Regions from separate parts of the Anser cygnoides genome. Here region 2 is linked to region 1. The links are chromatin contacts, called in public Hi-C maps. All regions are on one chromosome and are shown on one strand. The core of a region is the stretch at or near the end of the contact, and the rest is flanking DNA. Distances in the headings are between cores, read along the strand shown. Region 1 has its middle 34 kb from the start of ATP1A1. Region 2 holds the start of ATP1A1 (ATPase Na+/K+ transporting subunit alpha 1).

Region 1 (4,365 bases), core at 1,571-4,070:
GTCAACCCAGCAAGCGTCTTGTAATGCTGACAACAGGGCTACATGGGAACAAAACACCGGTTCTTGCCTACGTACCCTGGACAACAGCTCAATCTAAAAATCACTCTGTAAGAGGCCACGAATCAGATGTAGCTTTTATTGATTTCTTTCCGTGGACTGCTCTTACAAGCTGGAAAACCCCCATAACAAAATCCTGGTCAGATAAAACGTAGGTGCCAGAGTCATATTTGAAATGTTTATGATGCAAGGTACACAGTGCTCTTTTGAGAGAAGATGACCATTAAAATCACTGTGATCTCTGCTTTTCTCCTTCCATTTCCCTTCAATTTGTTGACAGAACATCCCCAAAGCATCCTCAGACCCCTTAGTGCCCCAGCTAGACCTCATCGGGTAAGGTACAAACACGCTGCAAGCACCAGCCCACCTCTGAGAGCCTGCAAAGACTGGCTAGGACACGAGGCGGGTTTGCTAAACATTTGCTAGGACATTTAAGCTGTAGTTTGTCCTGCTGAGCATGGCCATTTGGCACAGGCAGTGCTGTGCATCGTTGGCTGGGGGAAAGGGAGGTGTGACTGTGGTTGTCAGCATTGCTTGTGTCTCTGCATGGTGCAGAAAGGCAGCAAGTGGCTCATCCAAGGTGACATGCAGAGGGTGGGAGAGGCAGACCCGGGCCCAGCTCTCCCAGCCCTCTGTCCCGCTGGCCTTGCTGCTTGCTTAGCCTGTGCTGAGCTGAGAAGCCATCTCTCCGCCCGTGGCTGCTCCTCAGAAAAGCTGCCACTGTTGTTTGTGACGCTGCTCTGCTCTTCTCCCTGCTGTTATTTGATATTCTTAATGGATATGGGTTTCTTTCTTGCTTGCTTTGTTTGTTTAAATCCTGCTTGGTGTTTACAAATCCGTCTCTTATCCAGTTGCAGGGCTCTGTCTGCACAACCTCTAGCGTTTCTTGTGCCTTGGATGTAAATATTTTTTGCTGGTTTCTGGCTCTACATGCAAGTTGGTCATGAGGGGAGCATCATCTCTGCTGCTGCCAGGCCCCCACTGTCCTGTAGCAGGGCAGTGACTGCAAGCATGGTATTTCTCAGATGGACCAGAACGAGCCGTATTAGCAGGAATTTTGTTTCTCCAACCTGTGCAGACAGCTATACAAGTCTCTGGACTGCCATCTATCTGCCCAGAAACACGGTGACAGTGCCCTCATGTTTAGTGCAAACCAGTGTTTACCTCCTGAAAAGTTCCTCATGCATTATAATGTCATGCAAAGCTGTGTGGTTCGGGTTTTTTTTTTTTTTTGGTTGGTTGATTGTTTTTTTTCTTTCCTCACCTGCTCTGGTCCAAGCCTGCATTTTCCTCTCTGTGAGCTCTGCCAGCATGAGCAAGCAGGCTCTCCCTCTGTGGCACACATACCTGGTGTCCCCTGCCCCCCGTGCTGCCTGTGCACCTCCTCGGCCAGGAACAAGATGTACCTGCTGGGTGGTGTGCCCCAGCACCTGCCCTGCGCTGTTCTCTTCCTCAAGCCCTGAAACCACCTCAAGCCAGCACCAAAATTGTCTTCCTGTGTGTTTTTTTTTCCTTTAAATGAGTGTGTTAGATTTATTGGGCAATGGAAACTTTCCGTTCCAAATGACTCAAGTTATGCTGGAAACTGAAATATTTCTCAGCAGCCTTTTACCCAGCTCCCCCCTGTTCCTTCTCTCCAGAAGAGCTTTCAAAACTGCAGATGAGCGGGGGGAGGCACTTTCTGCTCCCCCCTCCCCAGAGCACGCTGCAGGCTCCAGCTTGCAGCCCCCCAGCCAGCACGGGGTCTGGACGCAGCCAGGCACTTCAGCCTCCGTCGGTCATCCAAACGCCAGACTTTTCAGCTGGCCGATGAGGCTTGCTGGCACTGACTTGTCTGCTTTGTGCCTCCTTAATGCCGTGTGCTCGTAACCAGATCCACGGGGTCCAAATTCCTCCCCGCGCCCAGCCAGCAGCACAGGGGGAAGCGATGATGCCCCAGCCCAGACGAATCTCGGTTGTGAGGGTGGCTGGGGGGGGACCCTGCACGTCTTGGCAGGGTGATCCTGCCCCCCAAGCACCCCCAGGCTCAGCTGGCCCCACACAGCACTCAGACCAATTTGGGGCGATGCTGTGTGAAGCCTCATCTGCCTCAGAGAGCGTGCCTATAAATGGAGTTATTCCAGAGTAGGGGAAAAGCGCTCGCTCTTCTTCTTCCACACATGGTGTTACTTAGGCAGAACAATTAACATTCAAACGCCACTTGCATCCAAATTAATTGCTGAGCCAGGGCAGGCCCTGTGTCAGCAGCTCAGCCCAGCCCTGGCTAAGTGACTTTTGGAGCCCACGTGCCCGGCAGTGCTCCCCAGGGCACAAAGAGCACGGAGGGCTGTCCGTGCGAATCCTCAGGCACAGCACCGGGGCTGCAGCGACCCCCGGGGCTTGGATGGCAGCCAGAAAGGGGGGAACACCTCTTGTGCCCCGTGGCACAGCTCCATGGCCTGGCCAGGTGCTTCCAGGTGCAGGTATAGGGGTTGCAGGGGATGCTCACGGTGAGGATGGTCGGTGCGGCACCGGCAGCTGAGCCAGCCAAAGCGCTTGGCCTTGCACCGATGTGACAAAATGAGTCACGTCACCCCGCGTTTCCTGAGAACAACAGGCGTCGCCGAGGCAGAGGGAGGCTGACTCACTGCGGCCCCGGCAGGCGTATGCAAAGTGCAAGGAGCCATCTCGGCTCCGTCGCCGGTGGGAGCGTGGCTGCAGCCAAATCCACCCGGGTGGGACCAGGGTCAGGGGCTGGAGCTGTGCTGCAGCAGCCACGCGGCATCAAACCAGCGTGCCTCCCGAGCTGCAGCACGGCTGGAGGCTTGCCACTGGCAGCCAGGCGAAAATAATCCCTCCCTGTCCTTCGGGGGGTTGGGTTTCCACTACGGGAAATGTGGAACGGGAGACTCCTGGCTGAATTGCTGCTTCGCTGCAGCTCTGCAAGGTGATAGAGCAAGCCGCACCTTTTAATTGCCTCCGTCCCATCTCCAGCAGCATGTGTACCGTTTGCTGTGTTCCCCTCGGTTTGCACCTCCTTCTGCTCCCCGCTGGGGTTTTGTTTGTGTTACCTACAGGGAAAATTGTAAATCTGGGCTATTGCCCTCCGTTCCCTCTCGATAACGATCATTTCTCCAAACAAACTATGTGATTTATACTCTTTTGTACATCAAACCTCTATCAGCAGTCATAAATACATGTAAATTGCTTCCATGTTTTTCATATTAAATATCACTTCTCCAAGCCCTAAGCAGAGAGGGACAGACCTTGCTGCTCACCTTCGATATGACCGAAACCTGATGGTCCCTGCGCAGGTGCCTGTTGCTGTTGCTCCAGCCAAGCCCCAGATCTCCCAGCCATATAATTACCAAAACCACCACATTTTCATTTAAAATACATTTGGGGGAGTAAGAAGGGGGGGGGGGGGGGGGTTGAAAAAATGAGCCTAGAAGCCTCACATTTCTGAAACTAAGCAGCAAAAAAAAACCTAAAAAAAAAAAACTTTTTAAAAGTCGTGATTTTTTTAGCCATTTTCCTGACACTTTGGTGCCTCACATATGATTTTTTTTTTTTATTTTTTTCTACAAAAGCTGAAGAGCTGGCAATAAAAAGGAAGCTGTTAATGCATCCATCAAGCAGTTCTGAAAATACAACCTGTGGCAAGGCAGCCGACACGGCTGGTGGTGCCAGGATGGCTGCGTACACGGCACGGGGGGGGGGCTTCTGTATTTAACAGGCTAATAGGGTGGTTTGGGCAGAAAATGAGACAAGCGAGTCTGTTAATTAGGAATAGAGAGCCTCAGTCCCTGCAGCTCTGGTACACATCACACTTTCCTCCAGCCCTTGGCTTCCTCTCCACCCTGATGATTTCATCTTTCTTGTTCCCCTTATATTGGATTACAAGGTCTTTGAACAAAGGCTTCATTGACCCAACGCAGCAGCGTGGTCAGCTGTAATGCACTTTCCTGCTCTCCAGGTCCCAAAAAGGGTTTCTCAGCGATCCCCACCAGAGGGGACAACAGCTCTCATGCCTGCTCGACATTAATCTGCCTGCCTTTGACCTCAGGGAGCTGTTTAATAGCACAGGATCACCTGGCGCTGGTGTCAGCGACCAGAAGCTGACATTTCTTTGAGGCATCCACTGCCCAAATTTTTCCCTGTACCCAGTGACATTGCAATGCTCAGCCGGAGCAGCCTGTAGGAAGCCAAGACATCTGACGTTAAAGATTTCAAAATCAATGAGTTTTGTAACTTGTGGCTCCGTGCGGGACTAAAAGAGCCATACCAAAACTTGGAAGAGCAAGCACTGCTGTGTTGTTTTAGGCTTGG
Region 2 (4,104 bases), core at 934-3,433, 34 kb after region 1:
TGAAAACAGAGTTCTCTTGATTTTTCTTAATCTCTCTGGTACCTATTATGGGAGGAGAACACAAGTACGCTACCCTCTGTGCCTGGTCTTACATAATAAAGTTTCCTTTGATCCATATGGATTTGCCCTCTGTTTAACTCACTGCCAGCAAGAGAACATTTTTCTCCTGGAAGAGACGCTAGGTGTAAGTTTACAGCATCACAGTTGAACCCTCTGGTTTTAAGTCAGGAAGAAATGGCAACACGTCAACTATCTCAAAGCAAAAGACGGATGAAATTCATAGCGTTCCAGCTCAGCTATATTGTTAGCATAACAGCTGTTTTACATCAAGGGGCAGAATGGCTTAGAAGTTGTCTGGAGATCTTCTTTTAATGTCCTATTGATTATGCTTTACAGCCACACTGAAGGAAAATGAAGTTTGATACAGTAAATTGCTGTTAAGGATTGAAAGTTAAGTGAATTGGTGATTTCAGGCTCTGAAATTTCTACACAGTTCCTAATTTCTACCCAGTTTCCTTCTTTCCATCTTTCCACCCACAGGCAAGAGCTAGTGCTTTCATGGGAAAGAAAACCTCAAAGACAAGTAATGGGAACTAAATGGGAGTTCTGCCTTGAGGTCAAGATGGTGCAGCTTGGGAGGAAGACTGCTGCTCAGGTACCGTGGGTTTTATAGGTAAACTGAAAGATCCAGTCTCCAAGTCAGATCTATGCCAGATCCAATAAAGACCATTAGTGGGATAAAATAGAGCTTACAAAGCAGACTAAAAACATGGCTCTGAAACACTTTCCTGCCATCTACAATCGCATCTGAGCTCATCGCAGGTTTTTACTTTAAAGTTCACTATGTTGGGTCCCAGAAGTGCCTCGGTACTGAGCAGGCCAAGCCATTTCTAAGTCCAGCTGGAATCCCACGATGGATCAATGTTCATTTGTCTGCACATACACCGCATCCATCAGAAGCTCCAAAAGCAAGTCCAGGACACAGCGACAGCATCAAGCTCCACCAGTGGTGCGGTGCCTCACACCAGCCTTTAGATCAGTCATCTGCCATGGTTGTGGTGGCATCCCTTCCTGTTACATACACGGGCCTGTGGGCAAACAGTTTGATCAGAAAGCTCTTGTCCAGGACTTTTACAGACTGAGTTCAGTTCTCTTCTCCTGCTGAGGGGAGCTTCAACCCTCCACTTATCCAAAAAGAACTGTACTTACCTAAATGTAAGTTTCCATACTTACCTACTTCCATACTTATCTAAATGTAAGTTTTTCTCTTCCACAACAGTGATCCCAATGCCCTCACAGATATAATCCAATGTGTTTGGGGCCCTCAGCAAGGTAGCAAGTTCTCCTGCAGGGAACTGGCTACCAAAACACTTCCTTGGTGGCTGTCCCTGGGCACTTCCAGGTATATAGAGGGTCCTGATGGCTCTTCTAAGCTGTCAAGAATGTGAAAGAGCACAAACTGATTATCTTTGCTAGAGTGTAAAGAGAGAAGTAAAGAGCAAATGCGCAGAGCTATGGCTTCTGAATCTGTCTTTGCCACATTTTCAAGTGTAAAGGAACTATAGGTATCATCACCTTGTTAGGTGCTCTGCGCAGCAGAGGGCATGGAAATACACTCTATAAATCTTCACTGTGGTCCCGGCCCCCGTTTGCAGTAATCACAAAGCTTTAAAGATGCGGTTTTTACCAGTATTTACGCATCTCCTAGCACAGACAATGAGCTTTAACCTCGGGAGGTATGAAACACTTTGGGCACCACGTCTACCCAGCGCAGCCCGCCGTCACCGAGGGCAGCAGCAGGGTCAGGCGAGGACCTGGGGAGGCATCCAGCCCCTCACGGCAGGGTCCCTCGGGGCTCCACACGGCCGCCTTTGAGGGGACACGGCCCTGCAGGCGGCCCCTCACGGGGCAGCGGCGCCGACCCGACATGGCGGCGGCAGCGGGGGCCGGCGCAGCGCCCTCCGGCGGCCTCGCCCCGGGCCAGCAGGGCCAAGCAGGAGCCCCCGGCCCTCCCCGGGGCTCCGCTCCCCTCGGCGAGGCGCAGCCGAGACAAGCCCGGAGGCACCCTAAGGTCTGGTCTGCGGGCATGGCTCCCACCCAAAGCCTGCCCCCGTCCCCGGCGGCTCCCCGCCCGCAAGGGGCGGTGCGGCGAGCGGGGCGGGGCGGTGCAGCCGGGGCTCTTTATCCGGCGGGAAGCCGGCGGAATTTTGGAGTTGCGGCTGGAGCAGCGGTGCCGGAGGTAGACGAACGACGACGACGAGGGGACAGCGGGGGGAGAGAGCGAGCAGCCGCTGAAGGAGCACGGTGGTGGCGGCCGGGCGCTGCCGTCGCTCCGCACCTGCCGGGCCGCGCTGAGCCCCGCTCCTCGTCGCCTGCCGCGTGGTCTGCACGCCGCCGCCCCGCACCATGGGCAAGGGGGTGAGCGGCGGGGCCGGGGGGCGCCGCTGCTGCTCCGGGGAGGGGGCTTCGGGGGCGGGGGGGGGTCTGCCGGCCGGGGGTGAGGGCTGCCCGGCAGCCGCTCGCCCCCCGCTTTGTCCGCTCCGCGCCGGGAGGCGGGGGGGCGGCCATGTCGTGTGCGGTGGGGTTGCCGCCGGAGGGCGGCGCCGGGGCCGCCCCGACACATCTCGGTGCTGGGCTGCCGCCCGCTCCGGGGAGGGAGGGAGGGAGGGAGAAAGGATCGGGGAACCAGGGAGGGACGGCTGGAGGCGGCTCCCCAGCGGCGCCGCCGCCCCCGGAGGGCTGTGCGGAGCCTGGGCGGCGCTGGAAATGGCCGCGGAGGGAGCGCCTGGCGCCCCTGCGAGGCGCGGAGCCCGGCCTGGTGCGCGGCCCCCCGGGGCCCCGGGGGGGGTCCTCGGACCGGTGCTGGAGGAGGCTGCGGTTATCTCCTGCCCTTCTGGAGCCGAGCCGGGCAGCGCGGCCGCTCTCGTGGCTCCTGGCCTCTGCAGGAGTACTTTAGACTTGTTGAGACAGCAGGCCCCCGCGGGGGTGTGTGGCCGGGGGGTGTGACAGGATAAAGGGCTGCTTATTAGCGCCAATTTGCTTATTAGTAGCCGCGAGGGCAGATAAGGCTTGATAGCATAAGGAAGGTGATCATTCATGACTTTATCATGTCTATCCTGCTAATTGGGCTGATAAAAGCCTCCCAGCATGCTGTGCAGCAGTTTCTATGCGCTCACAAGGCGCTGTGTCAGCCCGGCTTCCTTCCAGCCTTCAGCCCGCAGCAAGAAGTCCTTAATCCAGATTATATCTCTTAACTATAAACGCATTTGAAGGCTCTTGAAAACAGAAGTGGGAACTTGAAGTTGGATGTTACGGTCAGATGCCCGGCTGGGGAGCAGAAACAAAATGTTCCCGGCCGGCTCTGCTTCCACGTGGAAGGCAGAGCTGTGAGGTGCCCGGAGGCGCAGAGGTGGCGGCCCTGTCCCCGCCTGCTGCCTACAGGTGGTGTGTGCTTCCACAGTGCTGCTCAGACACTACCCGACTCCGCATTGTCCTCATCCATGTGGTACAACCAGCGGTGTTGACACAACAGCATGAATAGGAGACATGGAGGAACACGGGTGAAAGGATGGTTGTTTGGAAAAGGGTTTGAGGAGCACACGGGGAGTTTGGGAGGGTTGCTCTCTTGCATTGGTGAAGTCCTGTTGTAGTCAGATAGCCCTGCATGATGCTTTTTAGGCTAGTGGGTAACAGGTAATACGTACAATAATCTCATCTATAATATCTTTTTTGGGGGGGGGTAGGCATTGATGCAGTCTTCTCGATGCTTTAAATCCTCAAAGAAACCTTTTAACTCTGTGTGTGACAGCAGCGCCATAGGCTTTGGGGGCTCAGGCCATCTTGGCTTCACTAATGGGAGTTAAGTGCTTTCCAATATAGAAGGCTAGCTCTAATATATATACCCAGCTCATTTTCACTTCAAATTACGTGGGTTGTGTGTGCATAGTAAACAATTGGCTTGGAACCGAACCACCAGCATACTACCGGGAAGTCTGAGGCAGCCACACACTATTGCATTATTCCTGAAGTCACAAGATTCTCTCATTTAGCAGGGAGAACATGCAGTAATTAGGACCCTCTGAAAAAATAGGGATGTGAAAGAGC

Evidence for each region. A called contact is a pair of places that touch in the nucleus more often than the background predicts.
Region 2: a contact with region 1 is called in a Hi-C map of liver, with 1.9 times the contacts expected there. The contact joins the promoter of ATP1A1 here to the enhancer-like site in region 1. A contact is called at or near these places in 4 of 7 Hi-C or Micro-C datasets (granulosa cells and liver).

The regions. Positions count from the first base shown.
Region 1 is chr1:99,489,836-99,494,200 of Taihu_goose_T2T_genome, forward strand. No RefSeq gene overlaps it. Among named protein-coding and RNA genes, the nearest start is that of ATP1A1, 34 kb to the right of the region's middle. Within about 2 kb of position 2,821, at least 1 of the 3 cell types and tissues checked has open chromatin away from gene starts, as enhancers often do. A contact at or near this core is called in liver, where this site is marked.
Region 2 is chr1:99,524,216-99,528,319 of Taihu_goose_T2T_genome, forward strand. ATP1A1 (ATPase Na+/K+ transporting subunit alpha 1) reads left to right here and starts at 2,184. Exons shown (of 23, transcript XM_048047673.2): 1 at 2,184-2,418. The coding sequence starts at 2,407.